3 separate regions of the Zea mays genome follow, and regions 1 and 2 are each linked to region 3. The links are chromatin contacts, called in public Hi-C maps. All regions are on one chromosome and are shown on one strand. Each heading gives the region's core, a stretch centred on a gene start, on an enhancer-like site or on the middle of the called end of the contact. The rest is flanking DNA. Distances are from core to core; before and after follow the strand shown. Region 1 holds the start of LOC100191388. Region 2 has its middle 11 kb from the start of LOC103649831. Region 3 holds the start of LOC100191605.

Evidence for each region. Hi-C and Micro-C count contacts between places; a contact is called where the count stands out from the background.
Region 1: a Hi-C map of tassel shows a contact between it and region 3, with 2.1 times the contacts expected there. The contact joins the promoter of LOC100191388 here to the promoter of LOC100191605 in region 3. A contact is called at or near these places in 2 of 25 Hi-C or Micro-C datasets (bundle sheath and tassel).
Region 2: a contact with region 3 is called in a Hi-C map of ear, with 2.6 times the contacts expected there. The contact joins the enhancer-like site here to the promoter of LOC100191605 in region 3. A contact is called at or near these places in 3 of 25 Hi-C or Micro-C datasets (ear, leaf and tassel).

Annotation. Positions count from the first base shown.
Region 1 is chr3:21,606,576-21,609,850 of Zm-B73-REFERENCE-NAM-5.0, reverse strand. It overlaps LOC100191388, which reads right to left and starts at 1,362. Exons shown (of 1, transcript NM_001136822.2): 1 at 1-1,362. The coding sequence starts at 1,282.
Region 2 is chr3:21,968,441-21,971,848 of Zm-B73-REFERENCE-NAM-5.0, reverse strand. No RefSeq gene overlaps it. Among protein-coding and RNA genes, the nearest start is that of LOC103649831, 11 kb to the left of the region's middle. Within about 2 kb of position 1,563, at least 19 of the 20 cell types and tissues checked have an H3K27ac peak or open chromatin away from gene starts, as enhancers often do. A contact at or near this core is called in ear, leaf and tassel, where this site is marked.
Region 3 is chr3:21,796,068-21,799,412 of Zm-B73-REFERENCE-NAM-5.0, reverse strand. LOC100191605 reads left to right here and starts at 1,834. Exons shown (of 12, transcript NM_001137034.1): 1 at 1,834-2,156; 2 at 2,363-2,510; 3 at 2,580-2,731; 4 at 2,811-2,993. The coding sequence starts at 1,887.

The sequences.
Region 1 (3,275 bases), core at 113-2,612, 190 kb after region 3:
CTGCTAAAGCATGTAAAGTGCTATCTTCACCATTGATCAACAATTCCTCATCCTCCTCCAACTTCTCTTCTTCCAATGGCAAAGTTGGTTCCTGTTCTGGGCTAACTTCAACAAGGTGCAGCCTCAACACCGGGAGCTTATTGTCATCCTCCCTCCCATTTTCTACAACCTCGTGGCCAACTTTATCAATGAATAATTCAGCTAACCGGAGCTCTTCTGTTGATGTGATGGTAACTAGATCACCATCAGCATCCTTATATTTAATCAACACTGCCTTGGATGATGGGAACCTCTTAGCTACAAACTCACGAAGTGTTCGGAAGCTGCATTTCTCTGGAACCTGCCCAAGCCTAATGTCGTGGTCATACACCAGCTTGAGAGGCCTCCATCTCGTCACAACCTTTTTATTTATAAGTGGTGCCGCTCTTTCCGGTAGCAAAGAGGCAACTGGAGGCGTCATGGCCTTCTCGGAGCTATCTGCAGCCAAAGGCTTGGTTGAAGATGGCGGAGAATTGGAGAAAGGCACCAGCTTGGGCAACGGTGGCGGGTTAGATTTTGGAATCACTGCGAGATTTGGCTGCAAGTTAGCAGGAGAGGCTGGTGGTGGTTGTTTCTTAGGGAATGAGCGAGCGGGGAGGGAATGGCCAAGTCCGGCGACAACGGCGGAGGCACCAAGGGCAGCGGGGGAGGGCCGGCTGGTGGGCTCGGGTGCCGAGGAAGCGGAGGCAGCAGAGGATGCGTTGACACGGGAGCGTAGTCGGTAGGAGAGGTCGATGGCTTCGCGGTGGTCAGGGTCGAGCGCAAGGAGCGCCAGCGCGTCGGCGAGGGCGAGCTCGTGGCGGCCGAGCGCCTCGAGCGCGCGGGCGCGGCGGAGGAGAGCGCGCGGAAAGCGTGGCTCGGCCTGGAGCGCGAGGGAGCACTCCTGCGCGACGGCCTCGTGGTCTACGGGGCGGAGCTGGAGGAGGCATGCCGCGCGATTGCTGTGGAAGACGGCGCGGTCGGGATGGCCGCGCGGGGCGAGGCGGAGCGCCAGCTCGTATTGGCGCAGCGCCCCGGCGTAGTCGCGCGACTGAAACAGGCGGTTGCCCTCCTCCTTGAGCTCGTGTGCGCGGCGCAAGAGGACGCCCGCGTCCACCACCTGGTGGGGCGCCGCACCGTTCGCCGCGGGTAAAGAAGACGAGGACGGCGTTGCCTTCAGCTCAACCGAGGCGGGCGGCGGCTTTGCGGCGGCGGCGGCGGCGGCGGTGGCCGGCTTCTTCTTTTTTGCGCCGGACTTGCCCATGGGGATAAGTCGAGGAGGAAGGTTCGGGAAACGAGCCGAGTGATGACTTGCACTGCAGTCTGGGCGTCTGGCTTCCCCGTAGTGGTAAGAGCAAACCCTAAGGTAATAAAAGGCCGGCCTGTTTAAATCCTTAAATTGGACCGAATTTGATGGGCCTTTTCGCTTTAGCTTTACCTACTGAGATGGTTTGCTGGTTGCTGCACTAGCGGCCGCAGCTCTGCTGCAAATCTGCAGCAAGCTCAACAGAACAAGCTCGATACGGACACGATTTGTTTCAGCATAAGGGCACGTTCATTTATCCGGGATTGAACCAGGATTCATTCCAATTTATTAAAACTTATTATATAAATTAAAAAAACAATTCGGCTAAAAATTATTTCGGGCCTCCAATCCGTGAAAACGAATAGGGTCTAAAATCCAGATTCTGTTATCAAAAGTTATTATAGACCGTTAAATGTCTAGTTTTTCAGTCCATTTTTATAACAATTACTTTGGTGAAAATAATCCAAATCAATGTGAACGCATAATCGACCGAGCTAACATGATAGAAGGATTTTTTGTTACTTCATATATCCTAAACCCTATAAACATCATCATCTTTTCCCCGCACGTAAATTCTATGATACCTAGATTTTTCTCACGAGTAAATTCTTAAATAAGCTCATCAGAAAAAAGTTAAACCAAACAATGAGTATTCCATGATCAGATTTTCTTGGGACAGTGTCCGTCGTCAGATATATTTTTGCTATGAGGAATGAAAAGCTTAGAGGATGTTTGATTCCACCAAACAAAAGTTTAGTTCATATTACATTGAATGTTTTAATGATAATTACGAGAATTAAATATAGTTTAATTATAAAGATAGTTACACAGATGAAGATAAAGACTAAAAGACGAGATGAACTTATTAAACCTAACTAAGTCTATATTTATGGTCTGTTTGGGAGGGCTTCACTTTAAGAATTTTAGCTTCGATTTTCTAGCTTCATCATAAAACAATTTCAACAAAATGTTGAGCTAGATTCGAGGAGTTTCTGGCTTGCACATAAACTCCAACTTATGTAATTGTCGGGGACCATAATTAGGGGTACCCTCAAGGCTCCTAATTCTCAGCTAAGAACCCCATCAGCATAAAGCTGCAAAGGCCTGATAGGTGCGATTAAGTCAGGGATCAGTCCATTCGAGGGACTCGATCACGCCTCGCCCGAGCCTAGCCTCGGAAAAGGGCAGCCGACCCCGGAGGATCTCCGTCTCGCCCGAGGCCCCCCTCCAGCGGCGAACATATTTCCGGCTCGCCCGAGGCCCTGCCTTCGCCAAGAACCAACCCTGGCCAAATCGCCGCACTGACCGACCAAATCGCAGGAGCATTTAATGCAAAGGCAGCCTGACGCCTTTATCCTGACACGCGCCCCCCAGCCGATAGAGCCGAAGTGACCGCCGTCACTTCGCCGCTCCACTGACCGGCCTGACAGAAAGACAGCGCCGCCTGCGCCGCTCCGACTGCGGTGCCACTTGACAGAGTGAGGCTGACAGGCAGTCAGGCACGGCCGGAGGCACCATAGGAAGCTCCGCTTCGCCCGACCCAGGGCTCGGACTTGGGCTCAGCCCCAGAAGACGACGAACTCTGCTCCGCCCGACCCAGGGCTCGGACTCGGGCTAAGCCCCAGAAGACGACGAACTCCGCTCCGCCCGACCCAGGGCTCGGACTCGGGCTAAGCCCCGGAAGACGGCGAACTCCGCTCCGCCCGACCCAGGGCTCGGACTCGGGCTAAACCCCGGAAGACGGCGAACTCCACTCCGCCCGACCCAGGGCTCGGACTTGGGCTCAGCCCCAGAAGACGACGAACTCCGCTCCGCCCGACCCCAGGGCTCGGACTCCGCCCTAGCCTCAGCCGACGGTCTCCGCCTCGCCCGAACCAGGGGCTCGGACTCGACCTCGGCCATGGAAGACAGACTCAACCTCGGCTTCGGAGGAGCTTCCACATCGCCCAAC
Region 2 (3,408 bases), core at 314-2,813, 170 kb before region 3:
ACATATGAAATCACTGTAATTATATAAGTTCCAACATAATCAGTACTTTACTTTATCATTTTTATACGAGGACTTTAGTTATCTTCGTATAAAATGTTTATTAGTTTTTGTAACTTATTTGCATTTTTTGAGTGAAACTAGAATATTTTATGAATTTTTAATATTGTGATGTTGGTTACACAATATACTTGTGATTAGTAACTTTGAACTGCATGATGTCAATTTTATCGGTTTGGATCTATCATATACATGATTATGTATTGCTTAATTTATGTGTTTGTTGGATGGTTGGGCAATTAATATCATTGGGATGAACTACACGACAACTATCTGGTACCTACCCGAGTAGTATCTGTTATCTGTTTCTTACCCACCCGGATTATTACCCGGTTCCGTCCTGTATTTGTCCTGAATCTTAACTATCAGTATCTGATCCTATATCCGAGAGAAATACATTAGGGTAGGATACAGGATAACCCTATATCCGGTTGTATCTGTTCCGTTTTTATCCCTAGTCTCAATTGCTCTCTACTGGTAATCACAGCTGCTGACTGTAAGACTGTTGGTATACTATTTCGTGAGAGCTAGATGACACAGCAGTAACAGAAGCCGTTGTGAAACCCGGTAGCTGAATAAGCTGTGGCTCTGTTATTGTCTCCAGTGAATCATGCATATACTCACGTAGAATACTGTTTTAAATTATAGATTGTATAGTTCAATGAAGTAAAATTTAAAAAAACAAGATGGAATATAAGATAGGATGGGTAATCGAGACAGCCGAGTAGGTAATCTTCACCGTAGCTGAAAGTTCAACTCAGCTGCAGCGGCAGCGCTGTTATCCTTTGATCTGTTTGGTTCATGCCCTTAGCCAAATAGGAAATAGCTCCTGAATTTTATATTAGATTTTGTGTCAAAATCTCACACTATCAACGTAAGCTGATAATACGATCTGTACTGGATTCCAACGTCTCAGAATCCATGGAGATCCTGAACCACCGACGACTTTTCGCTGTTTGAAGGAGGAGACCGCATTTTGAACTTTGGACTGGGTTAGTTTGAGTTGAGCCGATAGAAATTCACGAAAGTTCACGAAAATATAGTCTCTCAACGTCTTACGAGTACTACAGAAATAATGAAATCTGGCTTCTTGAGTAGTAACATTTTTTATGTTTAATTAAACACATGAAAAAGTGAGAACATTTGTATGCGTACACAGCGACTGCGACGGCAGATTCCCAGATGCGTACCCCGATCCGATCTAGCTGAGAGAGTGAGAGCAACGAGAAAGCACTGCGAAACATTTGCTTGCCGAAGCCGCAAACTGCAACAGTGGCCCGGGTTGGGCAGGCTGCTGCTGGCATTGGACGCTGGGCAGGGAGAAGAGATTGTGCTGCGTGTGTGACACTGACTTGAGAAGGGTGTCGGCGACACGGCGTCGGTGGTGTGGATCCTGCTCCGGCCGAGGCAGACCGCCGGTCATGTTGGCCCTTGGCCCAGCCAGCGTCCGCATCACGGAGTCGCTTCGACGACCGCCGCTTTGACTAATCGATCCGCTCCTGCTCCTGCCTGCCAGCGGAGCAGGCGGACACGAGTGTCAGAGCGAGGAAAAGGACGCGCTAGCGTGTGTTGTCACCTGCACTGTCTCTTCTCCCTTTGCACTTTTTCTCAGCATCGCCTTCGCCTCCCTGTGGGCGGATCCGTCGGCCAACCAAACACAACTACACAAGGGAGGCCTAGAATTTAAAGTATGAGTATTTAAAATTTTAGTGAAGCATAATTTTTTATATAAATCCTAGTCTAGTTGTCTTAACACATATATAACTGATTATAGTATTACATAGAAGTGGTTTTATAGTATATAAAATATATAGCATATGTCGGAGAGGAAATCTCTCCGACCGGGTGGCGGATTGCACCCGCCATAAATCCTGAGAAAAGGAGGGGACTAAGCGTTTTGCTTGTTACGAGATTGATGGATGAACATACGAGAGCACGCGAGGGTTTAGAGTGGTTCGGGCCGCAGGAGCGTAATACCCTACTCTACAGTGTCTTGTATTGCTTGAGAGCTTGTATAAACTTGTGAGTGTCTAAGGGAGCCTAGGGTTGGATCTGTCCTGTGACGCTACATGCCTCCCCTTTTATAGCCGAAGGGGGCATGCACAAAGGTACTGAGCCCCGACATGTGGGCCCAGGGACATAGTGATTACAGTACTTGGAGACACAAACGTTTGCTACAGGTGCAATCTTCTAGTGCCCTGACACCCGAGATCTCCGTATCCTCGGTATGCAGGGGAGGCTTTTCGTAGAAGGGACGATGAGTATAGTGCGTTGCTCGGCATAGGCGTACTGTTTGTCAACAGACCGGTCAGGCGCGCCGCCTGCTGGATGACCCTGACATCGCCTGCCATCGGATTGGACAGGACGCATTAAATGCTGGGAGAGCACGTCGCCCGTTAGCGTGGTGGCAGGCGGCGCGTCCTTTCGGCAATAAATGCAGAGGCTGCACGGCTTTGTGGGCTTTGCGTCGGGCTTGGCCCGTTGGCTTATGTCGCAAGCCACGCGCCAATAGCGGGAAGCGTCGGGCTAGGCCAGGACACGTGCCAGCACCGGATCCCCCCTCATGCCAGGGTCCTTCCCGTCCCGGGACCTTGCTAATGCCCGGACCTCCCTTGGAGGGGGACTGGGGCCTCTCCAAGGGACCTGGCATGCCTTCTTGGGGGCTCTAGACTTGTACGTATAGGGGTCCGGTGTCCTTTTGTGGGGGTCCGGACCCAACGGTGAAGACTGGGATGCGCTACCTTTCCTGCCACGTGGTGCCCTTGGACCTGCCCGTGTGGTAGGGTTGGGCGTTATTCCCCACGTGGCCTTGAGGTGTTGTACGGATGCGGTGCTTTCATGCTGTAGGAGAAGGTACCCCTGATCAAGGGTACTGACAGTGGCCCCAGGCCCGCCTCAGGGGAGGATGCGAGCCTACAGGTGGGGCCAGAGTCTGATTGGCGATCTGTTTGCTGCTCTTGCGCTCCTGTTGGTGCAATTACTGTCGCCCCGCCTATGGCTACGCCAACTGTCACGCCCGTTCCCACGACTGACTGGCCCGTGACCTTTGTATTTAATATCACTGTTGAGCCATGCGCGGGGTGCCTCGAGTCGCTGCATCGGTTCTGAAAGCTTATCCTTTCAGTCTTTTACGACGGTTCCCGAGGGGGCGCGGCATTGGCGCAAGCGGCGGTGCGATTTTTCCGCACTCAGCAACCGGTGCGCCGGTTACATGACATGTGGGCCTGGGTCCACATGTTGAACCGCCGACTGGCGCGAAGCCAAGGGGGCGTACAACCACGGGGCGGTTGTTCGCTTTCTGCGTGGCGGTTTGCATTCTTGACCGCTGGTTTTGGCGAATATGGAGAGGCG
Region 3 (3,345 bases), core at 585-3,084:
CCCGCAGTGCTCTCAAGACTTGCTCCTTCGCCATCCAAACTATTAGGACATGAGGGATTTGAACCCAACACTGCGTCAACATCATCACTAGACAAACCTGGAGAAAATAGCATTCCAATATTAGCCAACCAAATAGCCTCACTGTTATTACAAACCTGGACAAATCATGAAACTAGACAAACCGTATTGTTTCGGTTACACTAATAAGCAGGGGAAAATACAAGAGATCCGACAGCTGATGGTCATGTGCAGGGGAAAAATACAAGAGATCCGACAGCTGATGGTCATGTGCAGCTGATGGTCATGAAACTAATTTTGAGAAAAATACAAGAAACAGTACCATCCACAGGGGAAGTAGTCGATGGCGACAACGACGGTGTTGCTGCACGGATGGAGGCGGGAGCAGGAGTAGGACGTAGTGCCGCGGGAGAGACGAGGGAGCACCGAACCTGCGGTGGAAGAGACCCGGCCACCTGCTCGCGAGTTTCCATTAGAGGGTTGTTGGGTGCTTGGCGAGTTGGCGGCGAACTCGGTGCAGCGGCTTGCGCTTGGCGAGTTAGTGGCGAACTCGGGTGGCGCTTGGCGGCTGGCGAGTTGCGGAGTTGCGGCTGGCGAACTCGGGTATGCCACTCGGTGCGGCTGGCGAGTTGCTGGCGCGTGGGCGGCTGGCGAAGTGGCGACCGACGAAGTGGCGACTGGCGAATCTAGGGTTAAGTTTTCGGCCGTCGTCCGCTGGCGGCTGGCAGCTGGCGCGCGCACTACTGCCTGGCTGCCTACGCTGTGCGGTGGTACCGCGGTAATATGTAAGGGAACAATAGGGTAAGGGATTTAGGGTTAGCCGTTGTATGGGCCCGTGGGTCGTCTGCGCTGCGGCGTCTGTCGTCTGGGCCGTTTGGGCGCTGGGCGCTGGCGAGTGGCTGGGCTGCCTGGTAGTGGACAGTGGACACTGGACACCAGTACACTACTGGACCGTCTCTAGAGTCTGGACTAGTGGTAATCGGGCCATAAATGGACCGGGCCGGGTCGTGCTGGGCTTTTTGGGCCGAACGGGCCAACCAGTAGGCTAAATGGGTCGTCGCTAATCGTGTCGTGCTCATGCTGCCCAACGGGCTTGTCTCTAAGCCCAAGCACGACCCATGATGAGCCTCGTGCCGGCCCGGGCACTATAATATCGTGCCGTGCCGTGCTCGTGTCGTGCCAAAATAGTCGTGTTTCGTGTTAGCCCATATAGCCCGGCCCGTTTGGCCACCTATACTTCACACTGGATTAGATCACTAAGTCGTAAATTCCATGCATAACTTGTTCTCATTAGTTAAGATATGATATGAATGCTTATGTGACTAACCTTGATAAGCTATGTGCACTCAAGGTCAAGCTAGGTACATTATCAAGAAGGCGTTCACCAACGATGATGTATCAACAAAAGTTGAAGCCAACAATAAGTCCCTAAAAACAACCATGGACGAAAGGCACTTGGCTACAACCTATCTAAGCATATAACTAATCTTAGACACAAAAGTGTGACAAAATGTGACAAATTAGAGCGAACCAAACATACCTTCTTCTCCTCGAGAAAAAATTGTACAAAGTCCTGCTCGCTCTTCATCTGTGTTTCCTGTTGATGGAAATGCGGGTGCAGTGGCGCGCTCTAGATCCTTGTCCTCTGGTCTCCGGATGCGCAACGTTTACTCGCAAGCACGGACTGGGACCGCGCCAGCCAAGCGTGTGCAGGTCGCTGTCTGCTGCCATAGCTTGCCCCGTCTGCCTGCGCGGATGAAGCTAGGCGTAGGCAGTAGGCACCTCGCCTAGTCTCCTGTAAACACCCGCCCGCTAGTGCCAACCGCCAACCACCTCCAATTACTTCACAGCAGCGCGGCGCCGAGAAGATGGCTTCCCCCTCGTACAGGCTTGCGGCGGCGATCACGGCCCCCTCGACCGGCGAGTTCCTCGTCGTCCGGCAGCCGCGCCCGCCATCCCCACCCGAGGAGGAAGAGGATTACCGGCGCTTCGTCGACAGCGATCTCTACGACCTCCCGTCCGCGCCCCTCGGGCCACTCGAGGGGGCACCCCGGTCGGAGGTGGCCATCGGCGGCGCGGACTCTGTCGCCAGCCGCCTCGACCTCTCGCGCCTCGACGTGTCCGCCGCCCTTGATCAGGTGATCTACCCATTAGCCGAGTTACCGAGTTAATTTTCGCGCTCTGTTGCAGTTGGTACCCGTGGCTACAGTTGGTTAGCAACAGCAAACTAGTTCTCACAGTGGCGCCTCGATTTCGACCTGTAATTTTTGGTAGGGTATCTGTGGTCTGTCGCAGGCTCGCAGCTCAATTTTGCAAACTTTGTTCTAAACGATGGCTCTCGTAGATTTTTCACCAATTTGGCTTGCCGGCTGGGATGAGTGGGGAGTGGAGGCTCCTGAAGTATGTGGAGGAAGCAGAATTTGGCCCGGATGCTGGCATTAACACGGTGTACATTGTCGGATCTCTTGAGTTGAGATTGGATGATCTGCCAGGTCAGATGCTTAATGTTTGAATGTTTCTCAACCGGGAATTGCTTGACCATCATGCGTTGCCCATGGCAGAGTCATGTAAATGGATGTCCAAGGAGTGTGCATTGAGGTTGCTTTCGGAAGCGAAACCAGGTAATGATCGCATAGGACAGTATGCATATATTGGACTTCTGAATTCGGAGCTGTCATCAAACTGCACAGCTTCTCCTGCATTGCCCTTCCAGGTATCACCTCCCCTCCCCCCCTCTTCAGTTCATGCCATATAGTGATAGTTTCCCAGTCCTGAAATGCATTGCTCAATAGGAATACCCACCTGGAATAACACTTGTACCTATGAAGAGTAGGACACTAGCGCCATTCCGTACAACTAATCTTGTGGTAGTAAGATCAACCAATGGTGCTGGTGGATCTACATGTTCTGATTTTTTTGCTTCGGGGGAAGCTCTGCTTATAGATCCCGGATGCAGCTCTCAGGTTCATGCAGAGGTAAGAGAAAATTTCATTAGATTGTGTTCTTTAGAAAAAAAATAATGTGCATACATGATACATGTAAGTATCTTTAACATCACTGTATTATGAAGTGCATTTCCCACCTTAGATTTGCTTGTTTTAATTGGATTGTAGAATTTCAGAAGTGTCTTCCCCTTATTTATTTGCTGCAGTTCCTTCATGCTAGACCTATATTACTGAGTACTGACAGTCTTCTTCATGTGCCCTTATTTCCTTGAGGCCTCAAGATTTGCCCGTATCTTTATGAGGAAAGGATTGATGCCTGATTATTTCTGTATATCAGAGCACAGTAGAAGCAGCAAAAAAATGCAAACCAAAATGTTCCAAC